Regions from separate parts of the Mus musculus genome. Here region 2 is linked to region 1. A link is a contact called in public promoter capture Hi-C data. All regions are on one chromosome and are shown on one strand. The core of a region is the stretch at or near the end of the contact, and the rest is flanking DNA. Distances in the headings are between cores, read along the strand shown.

What was found. Promoter capture Hi-C pulls out the DNA fragments that hold promoters and counts their contacts.
Region 2: a contact with region 1 is called in a promoter capture Hi-C map of hippocampal neurons, with 3 times the contacts expected there. The contact joins two enhancer-like sites. A contact is called at or near these places in 3 of 39 promoter capture datasets (cranial neural crest, hippocampal neurons and liver) and 1 of 115 datasets of contacts at active chromatin or transcription factors (astrocytes).

What each region holds. Positions count from the first base shown.
Region 1 is chr4:80,863,046-80,867,616 of GRCm38.p6, reverse strand. No RefSeq gene overlaps it. Among named protein-coding and RNA genes, the nearest start is that of Tyrp1, 31 kb to the right of the region's middle. Within about 2 kb of position 2,791, at least 95 of the 459 cell types and tissues checked have an H3K27ac peak or open chromatin away from gene starts, as enhancers often do. A contact at or near this core is called in hippocampal neurons, where this site is marked.
Region 2 is chr4:83,277,627-83,282,197 of GRCm38.p6, reverse strand. The region is part of intron 2 of Ttc39b (tetratricopeptide repeat domain 39B); the gene reads left to right. Among named protein-coding and RNA genes, the nearest start is that of Gm42307, 4.5 kb to the left of the region's middle. Within about 2 kb of position 2,802, at least 21 of the 459 cell types and tissues checked have an H3K27ac peak or open chromatin away from gene starts, as enhancers often do. A contact at or near this core is called in hippocampal neurons, where this site is marked.

The DNA.
Region 1 (4,571 bases), core at 1,542-4,041:
CTGTCAACCAGAAGATGTGGAGCAGATTAAAAATGTATCTTCTTACCCCAAAAATTCAGATTAAGTATGGATCCTCTCCCAGCCTGGTCTACAGAGTGAGTTCCAGGACAGCCAGGGCTACACAGAAAAACCCTATCTGGAACCCTTTCTTCCCCCTTACCCCCCGCCTCCCGAAAAAAGAATGGGTCCTCTCACTTCAAATGATTTAACTACAAAAAATTTCCTGACAGGTGTATCCAGCCTTTAGAATTTTAGTTAATTCCAGATGTAGTAAAGTTGACAAAAAAGAATATTCCTTACAATATTTTAAACATAGGGAATCATCAATGTCACTGGAGATAACTATTAAAATGTGATTTTTGAAATCTTTACTTAAAGATACATTTTGTTTTGGTGATACATTTTAGACAGGGTCTCACTCTGTAGCTCTGAGTGGCTTGGAACTTGCTATGTATACTCAGATGGCCTCAACCTCAGACATTTGCCTACCTGTCTGCTGAGAGCAAGGCTTATTAGACTTCATTTGTTTTTTGTTTTAAACTGTGAAATAAACCCTCATTTGTGAATTGTTACCATCTATCATTTGGAGAATTTCAATCTTGTAACATGACCAGCTGAACTATTGATTGGGTCATGGCACATGTTGAGAAGTCCAGAGGCCCAAGACAGAATAAGAATTTGTCACTAATTCAAGCAGAGAAATGAATATATATACATTTATTTATCTTCACCACCATCTAGTTTAGTTCTTTAGTATTTTTGCCATCTGTATAGGAAGTTGTCTATACCAACCCTGTGATCAAGTTTCATCTCTAGAGAAGATGATAATGGTGTCTTTATGGCTGGGGAACTGTGAATTTCCGTGTTTAGCTGCACATGTTGTGATAAATTGCAATACGTACTCCACAGATTCATAACTTTCTTTCTTCTAATATTTGGTGTTGCTAGCCTTTTGGTGATAAAAGTGTAATGCAAGACTCCATGCTAATGGGCAGATTAAATTGAGTTCAGTCATCATCAATTATATCAATAACCATCTAAGATAATGGAACTTATTGAGCTTTTAAAATACTAACATCTCAGCATATGACATCCTTCAGTTATGCATGCCACAGTGAATGCCAGGGTTGGGAAATGCCTACAACGTTGCAGAAAACAGTGTGTGTAAGATGTGTTAGCCATGTTTTGTTCTTCTAGAACAAAATCTATTATGTCATCTTCACACGAACATCCATAGTTGCAAATCTGGTTCAGTTGTCAAAAGAAAAACCATTCAATTACATACATAGCACGGGCCTGCAATAAACATTTTCCTGTGCCCTTCGGTTCAGTACAGCTAGGGGCTGTAAAGTCTAGGACTACACTGACATCTAGAGGAAAGCGGCCCTAAGCACAGAGCTTTTCCAACGACTTTACAAGTTTCCTGGCTCAGTTTTCAATTTTATTATTAATTTTTGCCATGCATCTTTGCCATTCTCTTGTTCTCTAAGCTGACTATGAATTTATTTATTTTTTTTACAGAAATACTCTGTCCTAAAAAGCATAGACTAATGCAGAGAAAAAAGAAAGAAAACCAAAAATTCCCACCCGTTAGTGAACTAAGATTTCGTACAAAGATGAAGTGAATCTTTGTCACTTTCCGACCTGTCTTTGCTGGGATTAAAGTAGCTGAAAGGTGCTAAAGAAATACCTGAATAGTTCATATTGTTGTCCTTCCTATAGAATTGCAGACCCCTTCAGCTCCTTGGGTGCTTTCTCTAGCTCTTCCATTGGGGGCCCTGTGTTCCATCTAATACCTGACTGTGAGCATCCACTTCTGTGTTTGCCAGGCACTGGCATAGCCTCACAAGAGATAGCTATATCAGGGTCCCTTCAGCAAAATCTTGCTGGTGTATGCAATAGTGTCTGCGTTTGGTGGTTGATTATGGGATGGATCCCCAGGTGTGGCAGTCTCTGGATGGTCCATCCTTTCGTCTCAGCTCCAAAGAGGCCCCTTGGTCTTGCAAACTTTATATACCCCAGTACAGGGGAACACCAGGGCCAAGAAGTGTGAGTGGGTGGGTAGGGGAGCAGGGTGAGGGGAGGGTATAGGGGACTTTTGAGATAGCATTTGAAATGTAAGTGAAGAAAATACCTAATAAAAAATTGGAGAAAAAAAGAAATACCTGAATAAAATTCACTTTACTGCTTTAAAACTATGTATAGTGATAATAAAATTATTAGGACAAAATGTTAATATATACATACACACGTGCACACACACATATATACATATATCATACTTATATATACATATACACATACATATCATAACATGTATATATATACACACATACACACATACGTATACATATACATATACGTCATATAAATTCACATACACATACACTCCAACAATTTGGTACGTGTGCTATGTGTAGATGATCTGTTAGAATGCTTTCATATATTTTAAATCTAACCCGGAGTATCAGTTAAGGAAGTACATCTCCTTAATTTAAAAAGACAGATATGCATAAGCCGACTCGGTCTCAAACGTGTATTTTAGAGATGAAATTGAAACATTGTGGTTTCAGTATGGACGTAGGGAAGAGCTGAATGTTTTCCTTAGTCCAGGAACATAGAAATACATTGAGCTGGGCAAGATCTATTCTGAGGTTGCCTCTCAAAACCCTGGAAGCACCAAACAGGCAGCCGGTGCAGCGCGCAAAGGAGGCTTCTGGAAGGAATGCTGCCAAACCCAGGCGCTCCATCATGATTTGCATAAGTGCAAGCGCAGTTCCTCCTGCGTTGTAGTGCTGCACCCCAGACGCTGGGAAGCAGCTGAAGCAGCAGATGACCGTTTACTTTGCCAGAGCGCGTGAAGCAGAGAACATCCCCACATTACTCACTAAGTAATGAGGAGGGGACTGAGAAGCGTTCCGCGGTTCTGACGGGCCTGCCAGTTAGCCCCTGGGCTCTGCTTTGTGTGCTCCACACACAGCAGAGGCTCTCAGGAGGTAATGCAAATGAATCAACAGACAGCGAGAGGTCCCAGCAGCAGCAGGCAAGGTACCGCCTATGCAACAGGGCGTGATGACAGATAATTAGCTGTGACATGCCCTCGATGGCACTGGGAGGAGAGCATTCAGTTGGAAATCAGCGTGCTACAAGCTATGGCAAACCTAGAGATCAAACTTTGCAGCATACATATATATATATATATATATATATATATATATATATATATATATATATATATATTTACAGATGATTGTTTAAAAAATGTAGTTATCACTGAACTTCGTAGAACCTCTTGAAGTTTATTAAGTTCTTTTACATTAAAGCCCATACACCATCACTACAGATACACAACATACATTCTTACTTTGAGTGTTTACAAATTTATTTTTGTTTTGTAGAGCTGTCCTTATTTTAAATATAAGAAAACGGTCGCTTAGAGAAGTTATGAACTACTAGAGGACCGGCAAGCCAGTGGGGCACGCCTTTAACTTTGGCACTCAGGGAGCAAAGGCGGGCGGAGTTCCAGGCCAGCCTGATCGATGTGGTGAGGGAGTCTGAGACAGTTAGGACTAAGATGTTGGCATTTCTACATGATTTTATTTTTCTTCTTAAAAGCTGCTTGTTTGTTTGTTTATAAAAAACATTCTAAAGGTCACTACTAGAACTGGGAAAGTTTTGAACTACACATTAGAAAGGAGTGTTCTATTTCTGTCAAATTTCCTTTCCATTTCATTATGTATAGTAAGAGAACTTTCCTGAAAAAACATTCACAGGGGTGACACAACTGAAACAGGAATAAAGGGCCCAAATATCATCTACTTACTTCTATTCTTGCTCAGGAAACACACCACACACACACACACACACACACACACACACACACACACACACGAATAGTAATAGCGAAAACATATGTGCAAAATGTAGTACCAGTTAAACCTACCTATAACATTTTTGAGGGTGCATTATATTCTTGCAAACGTTCCACACACTGGAATTTTCTTAAGAAAGCTAAACATGGATCATAGGTCAGTTTTTCTTTGAAAGCTTTAGATATTTGTCTACCAAATTAACCATTCCTTTCAATATCTGTATGCTTAGCATAGGCCAAGTGGGTCTGATTCCCACGCCCGCCTAGCCCTTTCAGCTTGGTCACAACCATCAGTGTCTTTAGTCGGTCAGGCTCATCTATTGTCTGTGGATGTACTTGGATGCTGTAGCACCCACCTTTCATTGTGCGCCCGGAAGAGCCTGATGACCATGATGAAGGAGCGTAATTATACAAGAAACGGGGACACATGCTTGCTATTATTGTTTAGCTGGGAATGTTAGCAGTATGGGGGGATTATTAATTACAAATGTCTCTTCCATCAACATAGAAGCTGTTTCTTCTGTTTTCAATGATCACGTGAGCATTTTTAAGCCAGAAAAAGAGCGGCAGCTGCGAACGTTGTTCATTTCAGCCAGAGTCGCTTGTTGCCCATAATCAAAATTGTGAAATGTGCTCAAAGGGGCCATCTTGTGGGAGATTTCTATTCAATTTTCAGCAGATTTATTGACAAAATCGGGCC
Region 2 (4,571 bases), core at 1,553-4,052, 2.4 Mb before region 1:
TCACCTTAAACCCAGCAGCTTTGGCTGACCTGGGGCTGTTCACCCAGCTGCTGGACAGTTCTTAGTTTATGCGTTAACAGTTTGCGAGCAGAGTTAGCTCTCTTAAAGCTGTTTGAGCCTTGATTGCTGTGCCCATCCTAGGAATTGCCCACCCTCTGGCTGTACCCATGTGTTTGCTGCCTCTGCACTGAAGGCATGAGCACGTTGGCCAGGCCACTGTGGGTGTTGGAGACCCCTCTCTAGGCTAACACTCTGACATCAACCTAACTGCCATGTGGCCTTTGTGAGAGGTGGCAAGTGCTGCTCTAAGGCAGACTTCGTGCCTAGCATGTGGATTTGTGCACATTTCACACATGGATTCCTCTTCTTTTGATATTTCATCAGTCCACAGGTGTGGACAGTCCTTAGAGACCATTCAAGTGGCACTGATGGGTTTCTTTAGTGATTATGTAGATTAGTGTACTATAGAATGTTATTTGAAATCATACAGGTGGCCGCACTTCAGAAGAAGAAGAACATGGGGCTAAGACTTGAATTTCACCTGTGGTTGGGGCTGTGGTCATTATCTTTTTAGACAGAGAGTACGGCAGAACTTGAGCCTCTCAATTATCCACAAACCAGGACCTAACACAAAACATTTACCTGCTGTTCACCTCCAAAATAGCTTAGGGTTTCTCTTTTCTCTTCTTTTCTTTTCTTTTCTTTTCTTTTCTTTTCTTTTCTTTTCTTTCCCTTTCCCTTTCCCTTTCCCTTTCCCTTTCCCTTTCCCTTTCCCTTTCCCTTTCCCTTTCCCTTTCCCTTTCCCTTTCCCTTTCCCTTCCCTTCCCTTCCTTCATCCCTCCCTCCTCCCCCCTCTTTTTGCCCCTCTTTCTTTGCAGTAGCACCAGTTGTGGAAGCCATTGCATCTGGTGGCTTTGTATCACAAGCTGAAATAAATATAGCCTATCATCAGCTAGGAGAGCATAAATGCTGGTGCTTGATTTCTTAAGCATTTATGAAGCCCTCCTTCCACGCAGACACAGCCACAGCATCCCTGCACTAATACAGTCCCGTGCTCACTTCATAAACTGCTCACCACAACTCAAATAACCAGTCAGAGAGCAGAGACGCAGACAGTCTGAGAAAATGGCTTTTTTGTGGCCGTTGTTTTCGCTCCCTCTCTTGGACTAGGAGGTGGATGAAAGAAAACCTTGTCTTCGCAATTGTTTAAAGATATCTAGCTATTCTTCGTTTCAGTTGGGGGCTTCTTTTCTTTTTTTTTTTCTAAAGTGCTCAGTTTCTTTCCAGTTATCGTCACACCGAAAACCTGCATTTGCTCTGCACCCTGCAAATATTTGCTTCCGTGCTGGGAGGCGTATTGTAATTGGCCAAACACTGCTTTTAGCTGTCCCAGGACTACTGGAAACATTAGACAGAACTGCTGAGTAGCAGGAATGCCCTGGTCTGTGTAATGGGAAGCTCTTGGTTCTCCTCATCTTAAGTGGCCCAGTAGCATCACCACCGATTACAGCCCCTTGCGCTTATTTATGTGGTGTCTCAGTTTAAAAGGTGGTTTTACAAATGGAGCGGCTCCATTAGACTGAGCTGGGAATTGTTCTTTCCTGCTCTTGCTGAGGCCTACCATCAAAACTGATGACACACCTAGGGGAGCAATCCAGTTTTGCCCTGTTTCTCTCTACGCCACCTCCTCTGTCCCTGGGGTACTCTGGTGAGAAAGAGATGAAGTAAATTTATTGCTGGGAGGGAGGAGGATTTTCTTCCTGTTTGCCTTTCAGTTAAGAGATGAGCAGTGGGGCCTGGGAAGACGGAGTAGGAGCTGCGCACATCTCCGGCAGACCTGCCGCCCTCTTGTAGTTTATTTGGAATAACACAGGAAATTTGATTTGCTCTGCCTAAGGACAGAAGTTGCAAACGTCTAGATTTCTGCTCTTGGGAGCTTGCAGCGTCTTCAGGCAAGGAAAACAGCACTCCTTGGGGAATAGTGTCCTTTCAGGTCTGAGCTGGTTTATAAGCTAGGTGAAGATGAACTCTTATTCTCCCCAAATGGTTTGGCTTTGCTGTAAAGCCCCCATTCCCACCAGGAACAGAGAACAAACCGACGTGGAGCTGGCGTTGCTAAGTTGACTTTCCTATTGCCAGTACCCTCTTTTGGAAGGGTGCTGGCTTTGGGAGTGGTGAGGGAGAGTCATTGGCAAGTGACCTGAAACTCTGCAGCGGCGGCTGTGTCTAGCTCCTTCTCTCCTTCCAGGGAGAAGCTGCAAGTGATTGGGAGGAGCCCTGCCTGGCTGGGAGTTGCCATCCTGCCTTCCCACCAGCTTCTAGCCTGCCTGGGGGGGGGGGGGGATGATTGTGGAGGGTAGTTGTTGGTACCTGTGGGGCGTGTGAGTGGACCCGGCCTTGATCCTGGGGAGTTATAGTTCTCTCTTGATATTGGTTGGCCCACAAGAACCCCGGATGCTAAAGCTATTTCCACTTTGTCACTAAGCTAGCCTGAAAATAGCCTCATTTTTGTAGTAATTCCAGACAGAGAGGGAACGTGCAGTAGCCAAATGAAGAGCCAATGAATATGCTTAATCTAGTTTCAGTATGTACTTTTTATTTTCTCTATAAGCTGGGTATGGTGGCACACATCTGTCGTCATCTCAGCCTTTGGGAGGTTGAGGCAGGAGGATTGCAAGCTTAAAGCTGGTTTGGGCTATATGAAACTCTGTCTCAAAAAAAGGTGGTGGTGGTGGTGGTGTTATATACTCCTTGTGAGTCATTCGAGAGTGGGTGCTGCAGACGGGCGGTGGGAGTCTTCCCAGTGAACAAGGCTGTTTCTGTGCTTCCGTGTCCTCAGCTTTCTGCCTGTGCTTCCATCTCGCTCTGAAGTTAACTTTATGTCCTTGAGAACCAGCCTTGAGTGCCTGCCCTGGCTGGCTGATGGCTGTCGATTGACTTTCCCACAGTTGGCTTTAACAGTGAGTGTGTCGAGGTTGGGGGGTAGACCAGGGTGGCTGGTCTGCTGAGGGGAGGGTGGGCAACCCTTCAGTTGTCCCCTGGTTCCTTTACCCAGTCGGCGTAATGCTAAATGAAGGTTCCCCCTTGCAAAGCCCAGGGATAACTGCTGAGACACTGGCTTTCTTCAAGATGTTTGCTGTCCCTGGAAGAGCTTGTTATTTAGGAGTTGGCTCACTTTGTTCCTCCTGGATGCTCCATCCGACTCGATGAATACAACTTAAGTGGTGTCAGTTAGCATTCTGCCACGTTCATCAGCACTTCACTACCATGTTGCTAAGCCACATCTCTCCTAAAATTTAGTTTATTACTGTCATGCATGTGTGTGAGATGTGTGTGAGTGCAGGTGCAAACGTGCCACAGTGTGTGTGTGTGTGTGTGTGTGTGTGTGTGTGTGTGGTCATGGGCAGAGAACAACTTTTGGGAGTGGGTACTCACTCTCCTTCCACCTTTATTTAGGCTCCAGAGATGGCTAGTACACCACTGTTTATTGTCCCTCCAGGGCTCGTTCCTTCTGTAAAGAGTAGGTCTCCCGTTGAGCTGGGTCCCTGGGAAGATCTGTGATCCCCACTGCCTGGGAGGCTGAGGCTGGAAGAAGACGGAGAACTCAAGGCCTGCCTGGGCAATTTAGTGAAACCTGTCTTGGAATAGAAGTGAAAAGGAGGTGGAAACATAGCTCAGTGGGAGAGTGCTCAGCGCAGCCCAGTCCCCAGCACAAGCAAACAGGGTTAGAGCATAGATCGGTTTCAGCAAAGGCAGACAACAGGAAAAAACCAGGTTGAAGGTACATTTATAAATCTGAAAACAGTTGAGATGTTTAAAAATGAACTATTTTAGTTTAATTCTTAAAATAGTAATGGAGCATGTTATAATGGAGGAGATAAAAAAAGGCCGAATTAGAAAAAGACCACAGAGGTTTAAGAACTTTGCCACATTAGTGGAAAATTGAAATTTTTCTGAATGACCTAAAATGATGTGGGAAAAACATTAGGTAGAGAAACTCTGGCTTCCTAGGAAGGGCTACAGGAAGGCTACAGGCAAGGCTACAGGCAAGGCTACAGGAAGGCTACAGGCCATACATAGATGGCCTGGCCTGATTTTAGCTAGGAAGGGCTACAGGCAAGGCTACAGGCCATACATAGATGGCCTGGCCTGATTTTAGCTCCATTTGAGCTGTGTGCGGTGTGCATGGGGTGTTGAGAGTTTCTCTCCTTAAACTAATACTTGAATGTCTCTCTAGTGCTTGGAGTCTAAGTATTCCTTCACTTGATTATGAAAACAATACATGACTATGTCTGAAAATTTGCAACACTGGGGACAGGAACAAAGAATAGGAACCCTGCCTGCCACATCCTAGAGATGACAGTGATGAGTTTGGTTTTGGTTTGTGAACTTTGGTAGTAAGTCTAGAGAAGGGTGTCTTGGACCACTCTACTGCTGTCATATCTAATATTTCCTTATTTCAGGATAAAACAAGGATCTTTTTTTTTTTATCACCCCATGGCTCTGTCAGTTTTATTTCCTATAAGGAGTTGGGGTGAGAAGGAGGGGAAGTTGGGATGGTATTCTTCTGA